Regions from separate parts of the Mus musculus genome. Here all the other regions are linked to region 1. A link is a contact called in public Micro-C and promoter capture Hi-C data. All regions are on one chromosome and are shown on one strand. The core of a region is the stretch at or near the end of the contact, and the rest is flanking DNA. Distances in the headings are between cores, read along the strand shown.

Evidence for each region. Promoter capture Hi-C pulls out the DNA fragments that hold promoters and counts their contacts. A called contact is a pair of places that touch in the nucleus more often than the background predicts.
Region 2: a promoter capture Hi-C map of pre-B cells shows a contact between it and region 1, with 8 times the contacts expected there. The contact joins the promoter of Tbc1d8b here to the promoter of Tsc22d3 in region 1. A contact is called at or near these places in 4 of 39 promoter capture datasets (embryonic stem cells, hippocampal neurons, liver and 1 more) and 1 of 115 datasets of contacts at active chromatin or transcription factors (stem cell-derived neural progenitor cells).
Region 3: a contact with region 1 is called in a Micro-C map of embryonic stem cells, with 3 times the contacts expected there. The contact joins the promoter of Morc4 here to the promoter of Tsc22d3 in region 1. A contact is called at or near these places in 8 of 39 promoter capture datasets (the 3T3-L1 cell line, 3T3-L1-derived adipocytes, embryonic stem cells and 4 more), 4 of 484 Hi-C or Micro-C datasets (embryonic stem cells, myocytes and palatal mesenchyme), 3 of 115 datasets of contacts at active chromatin or transcription factors (embryonic hindbrain, forebrain and neural tube) and 1 of 9 other capture datasets (pancreatic islet).
Region 4: a promoter capture Hi-C map of hippocampal neurons shows a contact between it and region 1, with 4 times the contacts expected there. The contact joins the promoter of Rbm41 here to the promoter of Tsc22d3 in region 1. A contact is called at or near these places in 8 of 39 promoter capture datasets (the 3T3-L1 cell line, the C10 cell line, cranial neural crest and 4 more), 1 of 484 Hi-C or Micro-C datasets (cerebellum) and 1 of 115 datasets of contacts at active chromatin or transcription factors (the 230-238 cell line).
Region 5: a Micro-C map of embryonic stem cells shows a contact between it and region 1, with 4 times the contacts expected there. The contact joins the promoter of Nup62cl here to the promoter of Tsc22d3 in region 1. A contact is called at or near these places in 1 of 39 promoter capture datasets (the 3T3-L1 cell line) and 1 of 484 Hi-C or Micro-C datasets (embryonic stem cells).

What each region holds. Positions count from the first base shown.
Region 1 is chrX:140,598,124-140,602,766 of GRCm38.p6, reverse strand. Tsc22d3 (TSC22 domain family, member 3) reads left to right here and starts at 2,245. Exons shown (of 4, transcript NM_001077364.1): 1 at 2,245-2,330; 2 at 4,209-4,639. The coding sequence starts at 4,326.
Region 2 is chrX:139,682,179-139,686,821 of GRCm38.p6, reverse strand. Tbc1d8b (TBC1 domain family, member 8B) reads right to left here and starts at 1,826. Exons shown (of 21, transcript NM_001081499.2): 1 at 1,512-1,826. The coding sequence starts at 1,641.
Region 3 is chrX:139,869,686-139,874,328 of GRCm38.p6, reverse strand. It overlaps Morc4 (microrchidia 4), which reads left to right and starts at 2,675. Exons shown (of 17, transcript NM_001193309.1): 1 at 2,675-3,057; 2 at 3,187-3,259. The coding sequence starts at 2,956.
Region 4 is chrX:139,996,122-140,000,764 of GRCm38.p6, reverse strand. It overlaps Rbm41 (RNA binding motif protein 41), which reads left to right and starts at 2,170. Exons shown (of 7, transcript NM_153586.2): 1 at 2,170-2,265. The coding sequence starts at 2,258.
Region 5 is chrX:140,060,748-140,065,390 of GRCm38.p6, reverse strand. Nup62cl (nucleoporin 62 C-terminal like) reads left to right here and starts at 2,823. Exons shown (of 9, transcript NM_001081668.1): 1 at 2,823-2,978. It overlaps Dnaaf6b (dynein axonemal assembly factor 6B), which reads right to left and starts at 2,512. Exons shown (of 7, transcript NM_177921.3): 1 at 2,431-2,512.

The sequences.
Region 1 (4,643 bases), core at 996-3,495:
TGTATCCATACTGTAATCCAAGCAAGGAGAATGTGTGGACTGTCCTTCCATTCCCAAGTAAAGCCTCCTCCACCTTCTCTAGCACATACTTTTGCCTGCCCACAAATCAGTAAGTGTCTACCTCTTACCACTTGTAGTGGTAAGCTTGGGTTTTATTTCTTGGACTTTTTAAAGGTGCTCAATTGGACCTAGAGCTTTTTTCATGTTAGCCACGTACTCCACCATTGAACTCTATCCTCAACCCTTAACACACATGCCTGTGCAGTCATACGACAGAGAGAATGACTCATGTACCTGTGATCCTCCTGCCTTAGTCTCCCAAAACCCTGGGGTTTCAGGCTCAGCTTGACGTGGAGTATGTTGTTTGTCTGTATGTCTCTTTTCCCAGCTAGATTAGGAGTTCGTGGCAGCAGCTTTGGAGTGTATCTTATTTTTCTCTGAATTTCCATTAACGCTGGACCTGGCACAGAACACGTGTACAGTAAATGGCTGTTGAATTACTCTAAGAAGTAGATGTGTTTCTTTTTTGCCCCACCCAAAAAGCCACCATCTTTGTCTGCTAGTGCCCCAGGCCCCTGCATTCTGAATCTATGCAAGACCATTTGCTTGGAATCTCTCCATCCACTACAGTGTATGACAGTAAAGCAAGGCTTCACAGAGGAGAGCCCAGGAGGCCCTGTCCAGTCAGCCTTCCCTCACGAGGTATGCAGTCTGTCAACACAGGCTGGACTTGTATGCACAGAAATGGCGGCTCTCTGAACTCTATCTCTGTACTATTTAGATTTTTCTGTGTCCCAACTTTATTTGCTCTTGATCAGTCTTGATATGTTGGGCAAATCTGTCCCGAATTATTAACAATACTTCTTGAGAGCAAGGACTACACAACAGGGAAATGTCAAGGGGACAAAAATCTTGAATTTAATGGTGCCAAATGTCAAGAAGAAAATACTTCCACCAGGGCCTCATCCCAAGGTTACACAAAGATAAGAGGGCTCAGGCAAACATAGAAGCAAAAGGTCTAGCTGTTCCCAAAACGCAAATAAACATTTATGGAACTAATATATTTTATTATAAGAGTTAACATAAAATAATTATAAACAAGAAGGAAAATAATAAACACTGTAATTAAAAAACAATTCAGAAGGCTATAAATCTACACAATGCAGATGAAATTTTATATTCTACTACCTCCTCTGGCTTTTATCCAAGAACATTTAAAAAAAAAGAAGAAGGAAATACAAGAAAAATGACGTGATGGGCTTTTAAGAGAAAAAAATAGAAGTTTCATAGTCTATGGGGATGTATATATACTCGGGTATAGTGCTTTACGCAATAGCCACAATCCTCTTTCATCCTGGGCCTTGGGATCCTCTCAGGAACTGGAGATACAGCACGATTTGGGGTCTCTAGCCACTATAGCACAGAGTACTGCCTTCCCCAGTTACCCATATTTTGGGCCTCATGTAACAGTTGCAAAGAGTGGGAAACAGGAATTAGTTGGCTGCACTTTGCTCCTAATTAATTTCAGGGGTGGCTTGAAGGCTCGTTTTATGTGGCTTGTGTTTTTTGAGACAATCTCACTGTTTAGTTCAGCCTGGCCTGACACAAACAAGCCTGCTTCCGCTTTGCGAGTAGCTGGGATCTTGGGGTGCGCTCTGCCACAGTAGTCTAGGAAATTTCAAACGTATTTAAGTCACATTTATCAGGGTTCAGGCAACTGGAACTTCAGCTTTCTTAAAACTGAGCAACTCTTGCCCCGGCTTGGAGTCCCAGTGGATTCTTCCACCAGGAGGCACCTGTAGTGTCCCGCTGAGCGGCGGAACCTTACACGGGAACAGAAAATAGTTCAGGTTTTGGGCAGAAGATGGCAGCATATACTGCTGTATTTCAAATGCCCTGGGTTCTTGAATGAAGCAAATGAAGGGGGCGGAGGGGGGTTGTAAAGGAGTAGGAATAAATAGAAATTTATTTGGGTTTTATATAAAAACCCCCTGAATATTGTGAACGGGTTTTCATTTGTCCAAGACTCAAAAACTGCTCAAATGCTCCGCATTCGACATGTTCTAAGTTCTGAGACATTCTAAAAAAGCTGTCTTACATGGTCACCTTGCGCGTCCCCGCAGCTCAGACAGCAGGGGCATCACCCCAGGGCACCAGGCTGGCCCCTATATGTGCCCTTTCACTATACCTCCGCCCCGGGTTTATTCTCCCAGATCCCTCCGCCGCCATTACGGGACAGACGCATCACTCCCCTTCTCACTCTGCGTGCGTGCGGGCTGCTGGGCAAGTCTCTCGAGGGGTCGACGGAGCCGGTTTACCTGAAGTGGCAGGTAGGGGGCTTTGGGACGCGAGGGGACAGCTTTCTGGGGTCGGGGCGCATGGAGAGAGCAGCCAAGCTGAGTGAGGAGAAAGAGGGGCGCTAAGGTGAGGTGCGGGGAGAGAAATCAAGGAGGGAAATAAGAGGGGAGGGGGTCAAGGCGCGAACGGAGAAATGGAGGCGAGGGCCGGCCAGAAATGGAGGGGCGCGGCGACACACGGGAAGGGGACAAGGTGGGGGAAAGTAAGGAGTGACCCGGCCCAACATGGGAAGAAACTTAGAAAAAGACGCCCGGTGCCCAAAATAGCGGGAAGAGCGGGAGACGCGCGGCGAGGGAGGAGAGGCAAGGCCCGGGGGAGCCCGCAGCGCGGACAGCGGGGGACCGGGAGTGATGGCGTCGAAGGGGACTCGGGGCTGAGACCCGGGGTGGGGAGCGAAACAGAGCTCAAGAGGAGGGGGCGGAGGTGACAAGTGAGGAGGAGCGGGCTCGGGCCGCTGGGGACTCGGTTCTTGGGAGTTTGGAGTTGGGGCATTTCTCAGGTGCTTGTGTTTTCTGGCACTTTCTGGGGGGTGGCGCCGCCGCCGCCACAGCCACCGCCGAGGCCTCGACACTTGGGTCTCTTGGCGCTTCCCAAAAAGAAAAAGAAAAAAAAGGAAAAAAAAAAAAAAAGAAAAGCCGGGCTGCATGGCGGGGCGGGCGGGCGGCGGTTTAAAGGGCCGCTCTCGGACGGCCGCCCGCTGACTCGGTGGCTCTCGACAGGGCCGCGAACGCCGGCGCTCCGGGGGACACCCCCCTCAGCGAGCGGTGGCGGTGGCGGCAGCGGCCCCGGCGGCGACCTTTGGCCCACTCGGGAGAGCCCTCGAGACCCCGTGCGGTGAGGGGGCGGGGGCGCTGCGTGAGTCTCAGGCGCGGTGGGGGCGGGGAGACGGGCGGACAGATAACTGCCGCCGGCCGGCCAGGGCCGGACAGGAGAGGAGCGAGCGGCTCCGCGGGGGACACCAGACGACAGCGGGAGGCGCGCGCTGCTGGACGTCCCGGCCATTCAGGCGGTGAGCGCCAAAGCCACCCAGCGCTGCTGAGGCGCGCGTCGCGGGGGAGCCGCTTGAGGCGGGCTCCTCAGGAGCACGGGCGTGCGAGTGAGCGGCCGGCGGGCGGGCGGGCGGTGTGGGGAGCGGAGGGAGGAGAACTCCGCGCGCCAGGGGGCCCCCTCAAGCTCCGGCCGGGGAGGCGGCGGCGAGTGGCAGAGGCGGCGGCGGCGGCGGCGGCGGCGGCAGCGCGTCCTCCGCCTGCCCCTCGGGGCTCATTTACATGCTGTCACGGCCCCGGCGCGGACTCCTGAGCTCGCGGCTAGCTCACACGCTCGCCCTTGGGCCACCGGCCGCGGCCGCCGGCGCCGCCACCGCTCGAGCCGCGGAACCCCGCGAGCCGGGAGAAGCGGGGCTGCCGCCGCCGAAGGGCGCGCGCGCTGCGGCTCTCTCTCGCTCTCTCGCTCCCTGGCCGCCCGCCCGCCCTTCCTGCCGCCTCGCACGCAGGTCCGGCCGGAGCCACGCGCGCACTTGGGAAAGTTGGGAGTGCGTTCGGGGTGGGGGGGGGGCGTGGGGGGGGGACGCACGGGGATCCTCCGGGGGAGGGGACGGGGAAGAGGGGGGCCGCCGCGGCTGCCGGAGCAGGGGGAGGAGGAGGAGGAGGAAGTGAGCCCGCAGGAGCCGCTGGGAGCTGTTTGTCCAGCTGTTTCTATTCGCACCCCGAGCGCTCCAACCAGAAGGGGGCCCGAGCCGACCCGCGGCGGGCACGGCTTTTTTTTTTTCTTTTTCTTTTTTTTTTTCTTTTCTTTTTTCTTTTCTTTTTTTTTTTTTTTTAAGGCGCTAATTTCTCCAACTTTGCCCGCAGCTTGTTTTTCCGGGCACCCTGGAGTCCCAAAAGGCTAGCTCCGCAGGTGCGCACCTGCCGGCCGCCCCCGACCTCCCTGAGCAGGCCGCCGCCGCCGCTGCCTCCAAGCCGGAGAAGATGGCCCAGCCCAAGACCGAGTGCCGCTCACCTGTTGGCCTCGACTGCTGCAACTGCTGCCTCGACCTGGCCAACCGCTGCGAGCTCCAGAAGGAGAAGAGCGGGGAGAGCCCGGGCAGCCCCTTCGTGAGCAACTTTCGGCAGCTGCAGGAGAAGCTCGTCTTCGAGAACCTCAACACTGACAAGCTGAACAACATAATGCGCCAGGATTCCATGGAGCCCGTGGTGCGCGACCCCTGCTACCTGATCAATGAGGGCATCTGCAACCGCAACATAGACCAGACCATGCTCTCCATTCTACTTTTCTTCCACAGGTGG
Region 2 (4,643 bases), core at 577-3,076, 920 kb after region 1:
CAGTTTACACGCATATCTCCATAGAGTAAGCACCATTCTTTTTAGCCAAAGAAGATCAATGTCACATAAGCCACGAAACTTCTTCCTTCAACCCTTCAGTAGTCCTTTGGTTCTGATTCTATTTTTTTCTAGTAAACTAGTTAATCTTCCTAGTCTACTTCCACCCTCCTCTCTCAACCCAGCACTTTAAAGGCAGTGACCAAAATTATAATTCTAGCACAAAGTGGTACCTTAAGATTGCATATATGAGACTTTATACCCCATCATAGGTGGAATCAAGAGTGGTAAGGCAGGAGTGGGTGATTGGTTGAAGGAGCACCCTCATAGAGGCAAAGAGGAGGGGGGCAGGGAGATATGGGATAAGGGGGTGTGGAGGGGAAACCAGGAAGGGGGATAACATTTGAAATGTAAACAAATAAAATGATCAATAAAAAAAGAATCTCAGAAGAGAAAAGCAGTTTAAACCCACCATAAAAAAAAAAGATTGCATATATGAAAGAATTTGATCAATGCCATCCAACAGGCAAGAGGTAAGGATATGATCAAAATTCAGGTGGTCAGATTTTTGCTTCTTCCCTCTACATCACCCTCCCCAAATTAAGCTGCTCCACCACTTCAAAGCCCTAATACCAAACTAAGAATTACCATGAAAAACAGCTCTTGTCTCTCCAAGGTCCAAATTTGTAAAAAGCCCCTATGGAAGACTAAGGATCTAAAAACAGCCTTCTTTGTAATCTTCAGACATGGACCAGTTTTGAATTAAGATTAACAACTGTGGGAGACTGGCTTAGAAGAGTTGAGTCTCCTTCTTGTTTAATTGGTTTGGTTTACACATCTTTGAAAGAAGGGGCAGAGCCAAACTCACTGGAGAGAAATGTACTCTTAGAAGAATACAGGGATTCCAAGGGTTGAAAACTTGGATATAGCAAAAGACGCGAAACTGAGAGGAGGTGAGTAATTCTGAGGGCTACTCCTTCACTTCCCCAGCATCAAGCAGCCCCATGCCCCGACCCAAATCTCACTTGCAGCCTCTCTCTCAAGGTGTGATTGGGGCACTTCGTTCTCCTTAGGATTCCCATGTCCTAGCAATGCCCCTCACACACTCGCACTCACTCCCTAGGGTGGTGATTATTTGTATAGGTTTTGGAAAAAAAGTTAAGTCCACACCCGCGAACCCGCTCTCCTCGCCTGTCTTAACGGGACTAGTCTAGCTAGCGCACTGCACTGCCCATCAGCCCCCTTCGCCATGGGAAGCGACCCATCAGGTACTGGAAACCCCCTTAGCTTCTCCTATCGCGGTAAGACCCAAAGAGCAACTGGGAGTCCTGTGCAAGACAGTCAGGACGCGGTGGTAGCAGAGGAAAGGTGGTGGCGGGAGCAGAATTCCCCAGTCAGTCGCCCTGGGTTTAAGATGAGGCAGCGGGCAGCGACGAGTAACTGTTTGCCTTGCCACCTATTCAGTGACAGCGGACCCAGCCCTAACGCAGGTGTAGCTGGCCACAACCTCTTACCTGTAAGTCCCCCTCCTCCTTCTTCCCCGTAGCCTCGACGCCTTTGCAGGACAAAGTACTCGTTGGATCTTTCCATCAGCCACAGCTTCAGCGCATTTTTCAACAGCACTTCCTCGGGCTTCAGCCACATCTTGAAGAACTTTGTGCCGCCTCGGGAACGGAGGCGACCTATTTGTCCTCCTCACCTCCACCCTCCCAGCCTGTCTTTACCCCTCTACTTCTCCTCCCACCAAGTCTTCCGTTGGCGGCGGCGCCTCCGGAGGTTTTCCACACTTCCCCCAACCGTGCCTTCTCTCCCACGTAGGCAGAGAGAGTGCCAACTCCCTCCCACGGAGCTACTGCCAGACTGGGAAATAGCCCCGCTTCACCTCCTCTTGGGAGTTGTAGTTTTCTATCCACTTTTCCCGTACCCGGTCTAATATAGCCCTAGACTACATTTCCCACAATGCACTGGGTTACTAGTTGGGTGGGTTGGGGGCGCCTTTGAGGCGCTCCCGCCACCAGTTAAGTGAGTTTAGCCTGTGTAAAGTTAAAGAGGGTTTTCTTTTGTCTTTTTGCTTCAAATAAGCTAACCCCGTGTATGACAGCAGTGTTCCTAGTTCTTTTATAGTGAGAGGACTAGTTTGTTGAAAACAAAGTTTCCGGCATTTTTGAGTAATGGCCCATCCAGGAAGCAGTAGCCTGCAGCAACTTCCATTTACTTTGCGCCTATTAGGTAGTAGGTGATTTCTCAGGTAATCCTCAGGGAAATCTTTCAAAGTGGATCCTCCGCTTTGCTCGCTAAGCGCTAGCAAGCGAAGTTACTTACCCACGCTCTCACAGTGGGTGAATAGACTTGTTATTCAAAAGCCTTGCCTAAATTAAATTCTGTCCATTCATACCAGAAGAATGTAAATCTCAGAAAACACTTCTTCACACACACACACTTGCGATTATCCCTTCCCCCATGCTGCCTCTGTTTATTTGACTACTGGCTGAAAAATCTCTACTCCAACTTTTTAGGTATTTCTTTTTTTTTTTTTTAACCTTAAAAAACAAACAAACACCCGAAATTCCTTGCAGGGCAGGGCAGCCTATTTTCTTGATACCTTGACAATGCTGCACAACAGCCTACGCACTAAAATGAAAGAGTTCTGCTGTGAGGAATTATTTGAGGGCTGGTTGTTGTTATTGTTGTTGTTAGGATAACTCAATCCCGACAGGAAAAGAATAGAGTGAAAGTGAAAACTGGCTTACAGAAAGAATGCAAATAAAAGGTCCTGAGAAGTTGGCAAGGTATTCAAAATAAAGATATAGGGCCATGTGGCTAAGACAATGGACTGGGACACTCAGACTAGGAGTCCTGGAGCCAGTGAACTCTGCCCCAAGGAGTGTCTCCAGGCTAAATCTTCCAAGACTTGGGCGGTTTCTGGCGAAGCAGGTATATGTCACAAGCAAGTATTTATTTTTGTGGAAGAAAAACGCAACCATCACCACCACCAACAAAGCAAAATCCCAAGGCAGAGTGTTTCCTAGCGCAAAGTCACCCTTTGAAGGTGTATTAAGGCACATCGTTTCTCCATTTCTTCACAGTAAAAGGTCAATAAATGCAGCAAATGTGGATAGCCTTTGTCTTCCTTCATTTGTACAGTTCCAGCCGCCATTGTCCGTCAGTATGCTTATGGTTCTAGTTATGGCAAAGAGCATCAGGATTGGATGGTTCCTTCTCTGTACGCTGAACCCAGCCAGGGCTACCCAGATACTCTGTCTTAAGATCAGGCCCACTTCCAGCTTGGAGCTGGAGCTGGGGATTTAGAACACTTTTGCATTTATAAACAAACACTTCACTGATTGTATAAAGAAAACAGTTTTCAAATTGAATTATGTCTATTGCGCTAAAATTTGTCTTGATCATAATGTACTTCAAGTCTTTGCAAATAATTGTTTCTCTAAAACCACATTTAAAATACCATGGCATTCTTTTCATTGTCCAATTATGAATATTCCTGTAAAATACTTAGGAATTACAAACAATCTTGAATATCGCTGCTGATATTGTCCTGGAACTTAATGTATCGCATGCTATGCTCATTAATAAGTGTCTTAGTTAGGATTTTCATCGCTGTGAAAGGATACCATGACCGAGGCAACTCTTTTTTTTACTTATTTTATTTATTTACATTCTAGCCATTGCCTTCCCTCCTGTTTCCCCTCCCACAATTTCTCATCACATTCCTCCTCCCTTGCCTCCTAGAGTGTGCTCCCCACCACCAGGCATCCCCCTTCCCTGGGGGCCTCAAGTCTCTCAAGGATTGAGTATATCTTCTCCCACTGAAACCAGACCAGTCAGTCCCCTAATATATATTTGCCAGGGGCCTTGGACCTGTGTGTCTATGCTGCCAAGGCAACTCTTATAAAGGACAACATTTAATTAGGGCTGGCTTACAGGTTCAGAAGTTCAGTATATTATCATCATAGTGGGAAGCAGGGTAGTATCCAGGCAGTCATGGTGCTGAAGGAGCTGAGAGTTCTACACCTTGTTCCAAAGTCAAACAGGATAAGACTGGCTTCTAGGCAGCTAGGAGAAGGGTCTCAAAGACCACCCCCACTGTGACACACTTCTTCCAAAAAAGCTACATCTACTCCAACAAGGTCACACCTCCTATTAGTGCCATTCCCTGGGTCACACATACTCAAATTACTACATGCTACTCCCTGGCCCCCATAGGCTTGTACAAACCAATGAGTCTCTGGGGACATACCTAGCCATAGCATAATGCAAAATACATTTAGTCAACTTCAAATGCCCCACCCCCATAGTTTTTAACAGTCTCAACAATGTTAAAAGTCCAAAGCTCAAAGTCTCTTCTGATGTTTATCCAACTACTTCACTGTAATCCCCTATAAAATAAAAAAAAATAATAAAAAAGCAGATCACATACCTCCAACATCACAGGATATACATTACCATTCCAAAATGTCACAGTGGGGAAATATTGGACAAATGCAAGACCAAAAGCCAGCTGGACAAATTCCAAATCCTGCATCTCCATATCTGATGTCAAAACACTCTTCAGATCTCCAACTCCTTTCATTGCTGTTGACTGCAACAAACTTTTTTCTCCTGGGCTGTTTCCATTCCCTGTCAGCATC
Region 3 (4,643 bases), core at 1,426-3,925, 730 kb after region 1:
GGACAGTGAGCTGATTGGATATACGTATCTATGTTTAAATGCATACATATATACTTGATTTCCCAATAAAGGGTACCATGTTACCCAGTGTTTCATGTCTTGTGGAGTCTTTGTATTTGTGCCAAGTAGAGAGAGCAAGGGCAAATTAAAGAAATTACTCCATTCAAACTTAGTTCAATGAACCAATGATATTTGTGTGTGTGTGGAGCGGGGCCACAGGTAAGGGGTTACTTACAGGAACATGGGCAATTCAGGCAACTGCTTTTCCAAAAAGCCTGACCTCAGCATGAGCTACTACTCACAAAAAGCTGCATTACCAGCAGACCCTGGGCAACTTACACATTTCTCTACCATAAAAGAATTGCTTCTTCCCCACCAATTGTTTCCCATCTTTATAACCCCTTACCCAGTTTCATGAGCCTTATGGGGAAAGTTAATTTCTCAAAAAAAAAAAAAAAAGACATACAAAAAGCCAATACATTATTTCAACATGCTCATTGGGGCTTGATGGTGCAGGCCTGTAACTAACTCCAGCTACTTGGAATATTGACAAGGATGAATACATGTTTAACCTTCTTGGGCTACAAAGTAATTTCAAGGCCAGTCCAGGAACCTCAATGAGAATCTATCACAAAATAAAGGATAAAAACTGAGCTGGAGAGAGAGACATAGTTTGGTGATGGAGGGACAAGACCCAATCCTAGACACGTGTACTCAAAACGCTCAGTATGGCAGAAACGAAAATCATAATGTGGCAACACCTCACTCTAGTTAAAAATGACAAAATGAGAAAGAAAACAATTGCCGGTGTGGATGTAGAGAAAAGGAAGCCTTTACGAACTGTTGTTGCGGGTGCAAATTAGTACATCCATTATGAAAAAAAAATGTATGGAGCTTCCTCAAAACATTTAAACATAGAATTACCTAGAACCAGACACAGAATTATCTAGAAATCCCCATTCAGTATACATATCCAAAGGAAATGGCATCACTATAGAAGAAGAGACATCTTCACTCATGTTAGTCACAATGGCTACAACTTACATTTTTACATTTAACTTAAATGTCTAATAACAGGGAAACTGGGAAGTGGTTGAGTAAGGCAGTCATCCGTAGAAGGTGGCCAGCAGCTTAAGTTGCTGGAAGGACTAAAGGCTGGTACTTTACCCATCAATAAGGCATCTATAGCTGGACGTTTTTGAAAAACGTTTTCGTTACAAACAGAAGATAAATGTAATGCTGGGCGTGGGGGCCCTCCCTGATGTCTGAGCATATGCTGAGGAAGGAAGATACAGAGCCAGAGGCCTGCCTGAGCTAGGTAATGAGTGTCTCAAAAACAAATCACTCAGTTGGGAAAGCGCTTGCTGTGCAAGGAAAAGGACCTAAGTTCAATCCCCAGACCTCGTGTTCTTAAAAAAAAAAAAAAAAAGGAAAAAGCCAGGGTTAGTGTCCTTTTGTAATCCTTACCACCACCACCACCACCGAGAGAGACGGAAATAAGCAGATTGCTGGCTGGCTAATCACCCCATGCTTACTTAGTGATTTCTAGGCTGTTGAAAGACCCTGTCTCAACAAACAAGATGATGACCTTTGGCTTCCATGTACAAATGGACACGTGAAAACCTCGCCACCCATAAGAACACATATACACCTGCGTGCGCGCGCGCACACACACACAGAAAAAGGAGTCTGGAGAAGTGGCCCAGTTGGTAAAACATTTGCCATACAAGTCTGAGAACCCCAGTTCAGATCCCCAGCACCCACATAAAAATGACTGCAACCCCAGTGCTCACAGGGTTGGGAGTAGTGATAATGGTGGTAGGGGTGCTTGCGTAGTGTGCCCTTCCAGGACCTGGGTTTGCTGTCAACACTACATGATGACTCCACAGCACAGGTAAATGTAGACTCACAGCAGGCATGCCCTTTAAAAGTGGAATATAGGGGCAGGGAAATGGCTCAGGGATGAAGGTGCTTGTCACAAGACCTGAGAACCCCAAACTTACAGAAGGTGGAAGGTGAGAACTTAACTCCCTCAAATTGTGTGCTGATCGCCACACGTGCACACAGACACACAATCACACAAAATAAGCAAGCGCAATAATTTTAAAGACTGTTGAAAAAGCATGGCTGTGTGAGTTTGGAACCGCAGTCCCAGAGACACCAGGCCTTCAAATGTCAGTGGTGTGCAAACGATGCGCCCCCAAGAGCACAAACACACAAAGCTGCATATTACTTTATGCGCATCCTATAACATAACCAACCCCCTATTTGCAGCGAGTAAATTCAGTTTCTCCTACTATAAAGTCTCCCTGCCGGTTTGAAGGATCGGTAGGCCGTTTGCCAATTGCATTCTAGAAAGTTCCTGGTGCTTCCATAAGCTTTCGAAGTAGCTAGTGGGAATAATTCCCCTTAGCTCCAGCCTATCTTCCCAGATAGCAAAACTGCAGTCCTTCGAAATTCAAAGACTTGTCTTATCCTGCCTGTTAGTCATGAAGCCTAAGTGGGACTCCAGAAATCCCATGCACGCTCTCCCTCCTCTTGCCACATTCCCGCCCCTCCCCACGCACCGCCATCCCCCCTCCCCTCGCGCTTTCCCGCTCGGCCGCCTGGCCTATGGCAAACGCCAAGAATTAATTAGGGGCGGGGATGGAGGAGCGTCTGTCAGGAGATCGCCATATTTCTGTACGGCCCAGGGGCAGCCCTGGCAGTCGGTGGGTCAGGAGAGGTGCTGACAAGGCGGGGCGGGCAGACGCTGGGTTCCTCCGGCTTCACCCCTCCCGCTGGGGACAGGTGGCTGCAGCGCGCCCCGCCTCTGCCAGCTGCGAGTGGGAACGAGAGAGGGCCAGTCCGGGACGGCCACCGCCAGCTGCGAGTCGGGGGACAGCGCGATCTAGTGCGGGGACAGCCGGCCCAGGGGTCCGGCAGCAGCAAACCGGTATCCTGGCGGCCAAAAAAATGCTCCTGTACCGAGGGGCCCCTGCGGGCCCCGGAACGCCGGGAGGCGGACTGGCCCGGGCGGGCAGCGTCCCGCAGGCCTTCAGGATCCGCCTGAGCACGGTAGGTCCGGGGGCCCCCGAGGGGACGGACTCGCGCGAGCGCGCCCGGGTCCCAGGGCTGCGGGGGGCGCGCGGGGAGGGCTGGGCGAGCTGAGGCCTCACGCGGGACGGAACCTTCTCTCGCCCCCAGATGAGCCCCCGCTACCTCCAGAGCAACTCCAGCAGCCACACGCGACCCTTCAGTGCCATCGCGGAGCTGCTAGGTGAGTGACGAGGGCGGGCCGGGTGGCGGGTCGCAAGCCCGAGGCAGAGGTGCCAGCGTGGTGCGGTGGACGCAAGAGGAATGCACGAGGCGCGTGGGGCGGGTCCTCTCGGGACGGGCTGGGGGAGCTCGGCCACCGTGATCTCTTAGGGAGGGGGACAGGGAGGGTAGGGTGGGGTGGGATGGGGTAGGGTGAGGTGGGGTGGGGTGGGGTAGGGGGGCGACGGGACTAGATCGTGCCTGGAAAGCCGAGGAAGCGAGGTGTGTACTAAGAGTTTGGTAGGGTTCCCGCGCTGTTGTTCTGTCTGGATCGTGATGTTCCAGTCACTTTAGGATTCTTAGTTAATAATCAAAGAGCAATGCATAAAAATATCGGGCCCCGAAGCGACTGGATTTGACCAAGGCTGGCGACCGACAGAGGGCCCCAGGCTGGCAAAGGAACAGTGCAGAGGGCCCTGTAGAGTAGTTGGAAAGATCTGGAAATGACTTCTTTAACTTTAGAGACTTAAGTCTAGGAATGATGGGCCATCTCTTAGATGATGACACGAGTGCATTTGGCTCCCGGAGACTGCAGAGGGCTGGGTCCGTAGTCCACGAGCGCCCTCACACCGCTGGAATGAATACGGAGGCCTTAAGGACTTAACCTCTGGGTGCACCGGTGCTCGCTCAAAAAAAAAAAAAAAAGGAAAAAAATTCACTTGATTCCTTAGAGCTGAGTGCATCGCTTCTGCACTAATGTACTGTTCAAAAGGCAAAGATGAAAAGCAGTTCTGCGCAAAATGCAGCAGAGCAAGCACATTATAAATATTTCAAAAACTGAAAGAAGGAAGACAGATTTATATGGCTAGTTAGCACAGAACAAGACTCTTGAAAATGGTTTCAGAGCCACATGAATGAACCCCAGTGGGGACGTAAGCCACCACTGTGGCCATGCCAGGAGACTTGTTTTCCTAAAGATGTCGGTGAGCCACAGGAAGAGTCAGAAGAGTTATTTGGAAGGTGCTGGAGGATTCTGATGATTAGTTTGGCTATGAGCCCAAATGGTATAGAGTAGGTTGCTGATTGCTTTCTAGAAAGTTCAGGAGGAAAGTAACATTGATGATACAGCTTGAATTTCCAGACTGAGGTGACTCTATCGTTTAGGTTTTCCCCTATGGTTTTTTCTTTTTCTCCTTCCTTCCTTCCTTCCTTCCTTCCTTCCTTCCTTCCTTCCTTCCTCCCTTTTTTTTTCTTTTGAGATAGCGTCACATTATGTAGTCCAGTTGACCTGAAATTTGCTGTGCAGATCAGGCTGGCAGTCAGCACACAAAGATGTGCCTGTGTCTGCCTCCCAATGCTAGGATTATAGGCTCTTGCCACTGTACTCAGCTCACTGGATGGTATTT
Region 4 (4,643 bases), core at 921-3,420, 600 kb after region 1:
CTTTTTGTGAGAACTCCATAGCCTCAGTAATAGTGTCAGGCCTTGGGACCTCCCCTTGAGCTGGATCCCACTTTGGGTCTGTTGCTGGACTTTCTTTTCCTCAGGCTCCTCTCCATTTCCATCCCTGTAGTTCTTTCAGACAGGAACATTTATGGGTCAGAGATGTGACTGTGGGATAGCAACTCCATCCTTCACTTGATGCCCTGTCTTCCTGCTGGAGATGGGCTCTATAAGTTCCCTCTCCCTACTGTCAGGCATTTCATCTAAGGTCCCTCCCTTTGAGTCCTGAGAATCTCTCACCTTCCAGGTCTTTGGTACATTCTGGAGGTTCCCCCCCCCCACCTCCTGCCTCCCAAAGTTGCCTGTTTCCATTCCTTCTGCTGGCCCTCAGGGCTTCAGTCCTTTTCCCTCACCCAATACCTGATCATGTTCCCTTTGTCCCCTTTACCACCCAAGTCCTTCCCTCCCTTCCCCCTCCTGTGATTGTTTTCTTCTCCATCCCAAGTGGAATTAAGGCATCCTCACTTGGGCCCTGCAGCATGTGTTCCACTATGTTCATAGTGACCTTATGACCTTATTTGCGATAGTCAGAAGCTGGAAGCCACCCAGATGTCCCTCAACTGAAGAATAGATACAGAAAATGTGATACATTTACACAATGGAGTGCTATTCAGCTATTAAGAACAAGGACATCCTGAGTTTTGCAGGCAAATGGATGGAACTAGAAAATATCATCCTGAGTGAGGTAACCCAGACCCAAAAGGACGTGCATGGTATGTACTCACTAAGAAGTGGATATTAACTAAAAAAAAGTACAGAATAGCCTGGATACAATCCACAGATCTCAAAAATCATGTTTTATTTTAACATAGTTCTAGATTTACATTAGAGCTTCATACTCTAGTGTTCCATATGTACTCTACTGTTTTTCTTAGAGTTCATGTCTAACACAACAGTATATTTGTCATGTACAATGAAACTTATTAAATAAAAACTATACTTTATTTATATGTACTTAGTTTTTACCGTGTGTCCTCTGTCTATTTCAAGATCCTACAATACATTTAGAAATCATATTTCTCTTGTTTCCTCATAAATGTGCAGAGTCTCAGAATTTTCTACTTACCTTTTATAGTTTGGAGGCATGGTAGTAGTCCTTCTTTGTTTTATATTTTTGTTTTGTTTTGGTTTTGTTTTTAGTTTTTTTCTTTCTTTCTTTTTTTTTTTTTTTTTGAGAATATGTAGACCTGGCTTGCTTTGAGCTATGTAATTAAATGAGCTTTGTAGCTTGAAATTTCCATCTTATAAATTAATACATTTTCATAACTTTAGAGATACTTGCTTTTCCATTTTGGGCCATTAAGAACACATACTTTTATTGTTTTTGTTATTCATGCTGTTGCTATTGTTGAAATTGGGTCTCGTGTAGTCCAGCCTGCCTTTGAACTTCCCGAACAAGTATTCCACTCCCAGTTTGTGTGGTGTTGAGGATCCCACAGGGGGCTTTGTGCATGCATGTCAAGCCAGCACGTTACAGATTCAGCTACATCCCTAAACCCGGGAACTAATGCTTTTAAACACTTTTCTATACGAAGCTTTTTAAAAATAAGCTATGCTCTGCATCGGAGTTTTTTGCCTGCATGTACGTGTGTGCTTGGTGTCCCAAAAACAAGTCAGATGCTCAGAACTGGAGTTATCGACAATTGTGAACTGCTGTATGGGAACTGAACTCCGGTTCAGTACCATATCTGACTCTGGCTTCGATATATTTTTATAAAATATTCAAAAGTCTGGGTACGTACTGCTTCTGACTTTAAACTAAGGGAACCCAGAAGGATCTGTTACAACTAAGAGAGAAGCATTAGTGCATACAATGTGGTTAGACCAGAGGCTTGAGGGGAAACAGCAGGCAGGTCAGATAAATCCTTAAAAGAGAAGCCTTGCTGACAAGAATGAAGACGGTGATTAGGAACAATATAGGATTTATTGATACTTAGAGAAAAATCCAAGAAGCCAAAGGTGAATCCTAGGCTTATGAGCTTTATATTTTGGATGTTATCTTTAACCTGGGCCAAAAATTCTTAATTTCCAATAAACCCATCACCCAATACCCGCTTTCTCTTTCCATCATCACATTACTACACTTCCCAGAGTTCCACGCTCCAACCTTCATCACCTTTGAGTCTGCCGCACAGATTGCTGGGAGTTGAGGTCTCCTTCCTATTTACCCAAGTTAGTGATAGGGGCCTGCGGAAACATGAAGAGGTAAGGTCATATCCGGGTTGCTGAAGGCAACTTTTATCTTTTACTATGAAACTTTTGTGTCTTTTTTTTTTTTTTCCCTTTTGTTTGGGATGTGTCACGTTCTTGAGGGGCGGTTTTTCTCCAGCGGGAAGACAAAGGAGAAAGGAGGAGGGAAGGCCGGCAGGCTGGACCAGTCTGCGGGGGTGAAGTTCTGGAAGGGCCGTAGCCAGGCGGGTTTCCACTGGAATGTTTCCCTCAGGGCAGAAGCGTCTGGAGCTGCCTGGCCTCTCACATTCCTGACTCTCCGGATGCTCACGCCAGCCACTCCCTGGCCCGCCCGCTGGTCCTGCTAGGTCTCACCGGCCAGAGGGTCAGAGGGTGGGCACTTTACTTTGTCTAGATTTTAAAGACATAATGGGCCCGCCACACCGGGTAGTGCTTTGAGATCTTCAAGTTACAGGGTGATAGTTTGCATCTCCAAATTGAGCGCAGATCTGGCTTCGGGTGCTTTGGAAGAAGAAAGGAAACTTAGGGCAGTTTCCCCTCCTGATTCTGCAGTAAATGGCCCTTTGAGCCTGGTGCGGACCTCCCTGAGGCCGGAGCTTCCCAGTTATTGACAGGACAGGAAACCTTAAGAAAAAGGAGCCACTTAGTTTTGGCTTCACACTGCCATTGAATCTTCGCACTGGAACAGTGGCACAAAGAACCTGTTTAGGAATGCTTTCTCCTGAATTGTTTTTAAAAGGTTTTTGTTGTTGTTTGTTTCATTTGTTGTCTTGTTTTCATGTTTCCTCTGCTTGAATTATTTTAATTATTCTGTGATGAGATTCCTCATACATGGAAAGTGAATCTAGTGTATTGCTTGGGTGATTATAAAGAGCTGTTTGCTATACAGGTTAAGAGGTAGGACATGATTCACATAAGTGCCTTAGAAGCCCCCTTGGCTCTCAGATTGCTTCTTCCCCTTTTATCTAGGAGTTTGCACCAATTACAATTATTCCTTTGCCTTTTGTTTGTTTGTTTTTGTTTTGTTTTCTTGGGTTTTTTTAAGACAAGGTTTCTCTGTGTAGCCCTGGCTGTCCTGGAACTCATTCTGTAGACCAGACTGGCCTCGAACTCAGAAATCCGCTTGCCTCTGCCTCCTAGGTCCTGGGATTAAAGGTGTGAGCCACCACAGCCCAGCTGTTTGTTCCTGTTTTGTTTTTTGTTTTTTAGTTCATTTTCCACATAAGAGTTTAATCCCTGAACAAAATATTCCTAGTATCATCTGTGCTTTAACCTTATATAAATGAGAGTATATTGTCTTTTTCTGTGATAAGCTTTTTTTAAAAACCCACAGTATTTCTCAATAGAGCCATGTGTGTTGATATGCTTATTCATGTTTAACAGATTAAATTTAGCAGTAACTTTTGGGATTGTAAATAAAGATAGACTTAAAAGGTTTTTAAAAACTTAGTTCTAGAGTTATTTTAGAATATTTCAATATGGGTCCAGCTCTTTCTAGGAATCTTATAATTACAGGGATTTTTTTGTACTTATTATAAACCCCAGTAGACAAGGTCTGTTTGGTAAGAAATTCGATATTTAGTTTTCTCATGGATTTAACTCATCTTTGTGTTTGTTCATGTGTCTCTACCCTGTTCTCATATGGTTACATGGTTGTGTTATTTCTTGGGACGTGAGTAAGAGTTCTTAATCACTTGAGGTTGGCTCACAGCCCTGATCCAGTTGTCTACCCCACAAGACGCTCTTCATACTTTCTGCCCTTCTTCAGAATTTCTTCTCTAGTGGCTTCAGATCTTATGACCTCACATGGCTTCAGCTTCCTCTGTGTTGAGCCTCAGACTGTCCTCCCGGTAAGAACTGTAGCCAGTCAACGTTTGTTGTTGCTTCAGACCAGTGCCTTGGAAGTGCACTTCATGGGAGGATTTCAGAGTTGGAAGGGCTGCTCACCTCAGTGTAGGTTGTAGTGACACTGACCTTCCATGTATCCCAGCTGGAACCATTTTCCTTCCTTCATACCCACATTCTGTGAAGCTGTGCCAACAGCTCGAAATTGAGTGTTTGCATTTATGTGCCTGTCTGTTTTACTTTTTTAACATCATTCACCTAAAGGCTTTTCCCACTGAATCCTTCCTTTGTATTTCTGCTAGTTCTACCCTAGTCTGCACCTTCATTGCCACATACCTCAATAGTTTCCTAACTAGTTGCTCTAGTTCTATCTTCTAATCCACATGGTCTTAAACACTGCTTACTCTTTGACACCTAGTGGACTGATAAATTGCTTCCTAATCCGTGTATGCTCAGGTCTGGTCCAGAATCCCTTACTTCGTGTATTTAAGGCTGTTCAAAGCGAGTATCTAAATAGAGGTTCCAGGTATCCCACAATTCGTGGTCTG
Region 5 (4,643 bases), core at 1,574-4,073, 540 kb after region 1:
ATTCTGGTATTGAAATTCTTCTGAGAATACAAAATAAAGTATCATCTCTGCCCATGTCTGAATTAAATAATAATATTCTGGCTAATTATTATTTTTTCTATTTTTTGGTGATGCTTAGGATTGCATCTGGGCCCTTATGATTGTAAGTAAGTGTTCTATTATAGTACACTAACTATTCCTACCATTATAAAATTATTGGGGTAGGAAAGGGCGAGGAGGAGGGAACTGATAGAATGGCTCCATGGTTAAGAGTGCCTACTGCTCTTGCAGAAGGCTCTAGTTCCCAGCACCCTCATCAGACAGCTTGGAAATGCCTGTGATCCAGCAGCTTGGGCCTCCATGAGCAGCTGCATTCCTATACATACATAGACCCCCAGGCAGACGGACATAATTTCTTGACAACTATACTCATCAGTAATTCTTTGCCTATTAAAACTAATTTCATTATGGACTGGGGATGTAGTTTTCAATAGTTGTGTTCTTAAGCATGCCAAAGGATCTAGGTCCAACAGGAAATAAGTGTTATAGCTTTAAAGTATTCAAGAATAGTTTCTTTTTTTATATTTTTAACATTTACTACCATAAAAATATTCATAAACATGGGAGCTTAACAAGGTTTCTGTCACAAAGTTAAAATGTAGTTAATGGAAATTGTTTTATTTCTTTTTTCAGTACCTGGAATCTTATATACAAATACAAGTCAAGACATAAAGTACAGCTACTCAGAAGGCTGATGCAATTCAGGTAAGTCTGGGCTACAGAGGTCAAGGTCAGCCTGGGAAACTTAGTGAGCCCTTGTCTCAAAATGAAAAATGAAAAAAAAAATGAAAAAGAGGGCTTAGGAATAGAGCCCAGTGACAGCATGTGACCTAAAGATAAAAACCTGAGCCTTTTTTTTTTTTTTTTTTTTTGGTTGTGATCCTAGCCTTTAATGGCTGAGCCAGCTGGGCGTGGTGGTACATGCCTTTAATCCCAGCACTGGGGAGGCAGAGGCAGGTGGATTTCTGAGTTCGATGCCAGCCTGGTCTACAAAGTGAGTTCCAGGACAGCCAGGACTATACAGAGAAACCCTGTCTCAAAACAAACAAATAAACAAAAAAATCCTAAGCCTTGCTTGGTTTAATAATTCCTACATCTGCACTTTATCTAGTTTCTTTATTTTAAAACACAGAGTCTCTCCCATCCTTTTAAAGATGTGTTGCTTTGCTTTGGTTTTTGAGACTTGATCTTCCTAACTCGGCCAGGCTGATCTTGAACTCCTGGGTTCAAAGGAACCTCACATGTCAGTCTCCCTAGGAGCTGGTCTCACATGAGCTAGAAACTAAATTTTTACTCTGAGATGCAAAACTTTATTTTGATAGGACTCGTCCTGAGTCATCAAAAGCTGTGTAGTATGCCTGCAATCCTAGCACTTGGGAGGGCTGTGGCAGAAGGATCTTATGTTTAGGGGAGCCTAAATTGTAAATGGGATGGGGTACTATATAGCACATTTCAGGTAAACTTAATACAGTTGGCAGTACTTTTTTCTTAGTTTTGTATTCCACTCCTATATAAAAAAAGAGTCAACTGGTAATTTTTCTTTCAGTTCTTGAAGTATACGACTAAGGTTAAAAAAAAAGCCAGTTTTGTTTACTTCTGTAGTCTGTTCTGAATCCCTATTATGACAGGAAAATTCTTAAGATTAACAATCCTTATCTCTCAGCTCGAACTCGGTGCTTTCCCATCCCTCAGATTTGGTTTTTATCCCAGTTGTGTATGTTTTCAAAGTTAAAGTCAAATGACAAAATACTCCCCTAATCAGTCTTTGGTTGAGTAATAATATTTTTAAGGTACAGTAAATATGAGTGTGACCATTGGTCTTCACTCTTAAGGATATGACCAATGACCTCAGAACTTTCAGGCTACTGAAATCCCCTCCCACGGATATACTGTTCCATAGTGAGAGGTGAGGGCAATTTTATTTTAATTTTTTCATGTCTGAAAGACTTTACAGAGTGCTCTCTTCCTCTATTTCCCATCCAAGACCTGCTGGCCCTGAAATAATACTGCTTTTCACATAAAATGGAAGGTACAATGAGTCTTTCAACTTTGAACACCAGACGTACCTAAAAATTAATTTTTTAATGAAAATGGGGGGGGGTCTCACTGGGGACCCATTGAGTATGTGTGAGATTTGAGAAAGGAAAATTGGGAAATATTTTGAGGTTCAGCACCCATCCCTTCTGTAGTTTTCTAGAAACATCATGCTTCAGGGGTTGAGGGGGGTGGGAGGAACTTTGAGAACATTTGCCTCCACTTTGAGCAACATAGGGCTTTTGGGGGCTATCTCATTGAGCTCTAAAGTATTTTTAAATTCTCCCTAGTTCCTCTGACAGTCACAGCATTGAGCACCCTCCTCTGTTTTCACTCCTAAGTTTCAGTTTTCCTCACCTTGGTCGGTGCTCCGCACAGCTCACAGCCTAGGGGACGAAAATAGACTGCTGCTCCCTCGCTGTGCGTCTCTCTGTTGCCCGGGTAACAACTTTGTTGAACCCGCTTTTTTTCCACCTGTAGGACCCGTTTGACTCTGCTAGCCAATCATAGAAGCGTCTCCTTTAAAACAATACCAGCAGCAACCAATCCCGGGGAATCCCATGCTTGGCCTCCACGGCCGCCCTTTTCCAGCTAAGTAGGTCGACTCGGGTTAGGCTGCAGGATCTGTTGCTGCTGGCGCCTGGGAGTTTGCTGCTTCTCCGCCCGAGTCCGGGTCCGCCCCCTTCTCTTGGACCTGCCTCTCGCCCCGCCTCCGCCCTCACTTTGTAGACGGGACAGCGAGCGAGTTCAGCCACGGAGGTAAGAGCAGGACTTTAACGTTTGTCCCGCAGGCTTTTCGCGGCGAGCTTTCCCGCGCCGCCCCCCACCCTTACCAGGTCGCCAATTCCGGGTCTGAGAACTCAGTACCTTCAGCGGGTCCGGAGCGGAGCAGTGGACGCGGAAGGGTAGGACTCACGGGCGGGGATGGGAAAGCTTTGGTCTCGGCGATGCTCCGACTCTTCACGCCCCCTCCCGTGACAGAAACACGTGTTGTGCCGACTCTGTCCCTGCTAGGCACTGGTTCCACCGGAGCCTGTACCTTGGAGGTCGCGGAGCCCTGGGCGCTTGCGGTGGGATTGCGCTTTTTATTCCGTATGGGGGAAAGCCTGTCCCTCCGGGAGGCTGGGGGAAAAAGCGGGTCGTTCCGGGAGGCCGTGGGGAAGAGCAGGTCCGTCCGGGAGGCCGGGGAGAAAGCGTGGCCGTCTCGGAGCCCAGGGTGGGGGGTGGGGGAAAGCGGGTCCGTCCGGGAGCCCGGGGGAGAGCGGGTCCGTCCGGGAGCCCGGGGGAGAGCGGGTCCGTCCGGGAGCCCGGGGGAGAGCGGGTCCGTCCGGGAGCCCGGGGGAGAGCGGGTCCGTCCGGGAGCCCGGGGGAGAGCGGGTCCGTCCGGGAGCCCGGGGGAGAGCGGGTCCGTCCGGGAGCCCGGGGGAGAGCGGGTCCGTCCGGGAGCCCGGGGGAGAGCGGGTCCGTCCGGGAGCCCGGGGGAGAGCGGGTCCGTCCGGGAGCCCGGGAGAGAGCGGGTCCGTAGTCCGTCCCGGAGCCCATAGGAGAGCGGGTCCGGGGTCCGTCTGGTAGCCCCGGGGGAGAGAGTGGGTCTATCCAGGAGCCCGCGGGGGAAAGCGGCTCCGTCCGGGACCTCGGGGAGAGCCGGTCCAGGGTTCGTTCCGGAGCCCGGCGGGGAAAGCGGGTCCGTCCGGGCCCCCGGAGGAAAGCAGTTCCGGGGTCCGTCCCGGAGCCCGGGGAGAAAGCGGGTCCGTCCGGGACCCCAGCGGAAAGCGGGTCTGGGGTCCGTCCGGGAGCCTGGGGGAAAACCGGGTCGGTCCGGGAGCCCGGGGAGAGTAGGTCCGGGGTCCGATCCGGAGCCCGGGGGGAAAGCGGGTCCGTCCGGGACCCCGGGCGGAAAACGGGTCCGGGGTCCGACCCGGAGCCCGGGGTGGGAAGCGGGTTCGTCCAGGAGCCTGGGGAGAGCAGATCCTGGATCAGTCCCGGAGTCCGGGGGGAAAGCGGGTCCGTCTCGGAGCCCGAGGGGAGAGCGGGTCCGTCTGGGAGGCCAAGGCGAAAGCGGGTCCATACGGGAACCCGGAGGTGGGGGAAAAGGGTCCGTCCGGAAGGCCCGGGGTGGGGGATGGGGCGGAGAGCAGGTCCGTCCCAGAGTCCGGGAAAAAGCCTGTCCGTCTGTCCCGGAGCCCCGGGGAAAGCAGAGGGATCAGCCGGTAAGATGCTCCTGCGGAGGAGGCCACCGTGCTTCCTAAGTCCCAGGAAAGTCTTTGGGCAGAGTGCCCAGATTTCTCCTGCTCCAGAGTAGGGAAGTCTAGGTGTGCGTACCCTTAGTCGCTGATAGGGAAGTATCTTCATGTTAGAGGAGTTTCCCACGAATTGCTTGATTTGCAAAGGAGAAAGGTAGGGAAAAAAATGGTGTAAAATTAACTTGGCTATCTGATACCAGGTGTAAGCTAGGAGACATAGGATGGTTTTAATAATATTTTTTTGTTACCCAGGGAGTGGAATTCGATTACGAAGGTCCTGAACTACTGCCCTTGTCTCGGGTACTGTGCTTTTCACAACTTCACGGC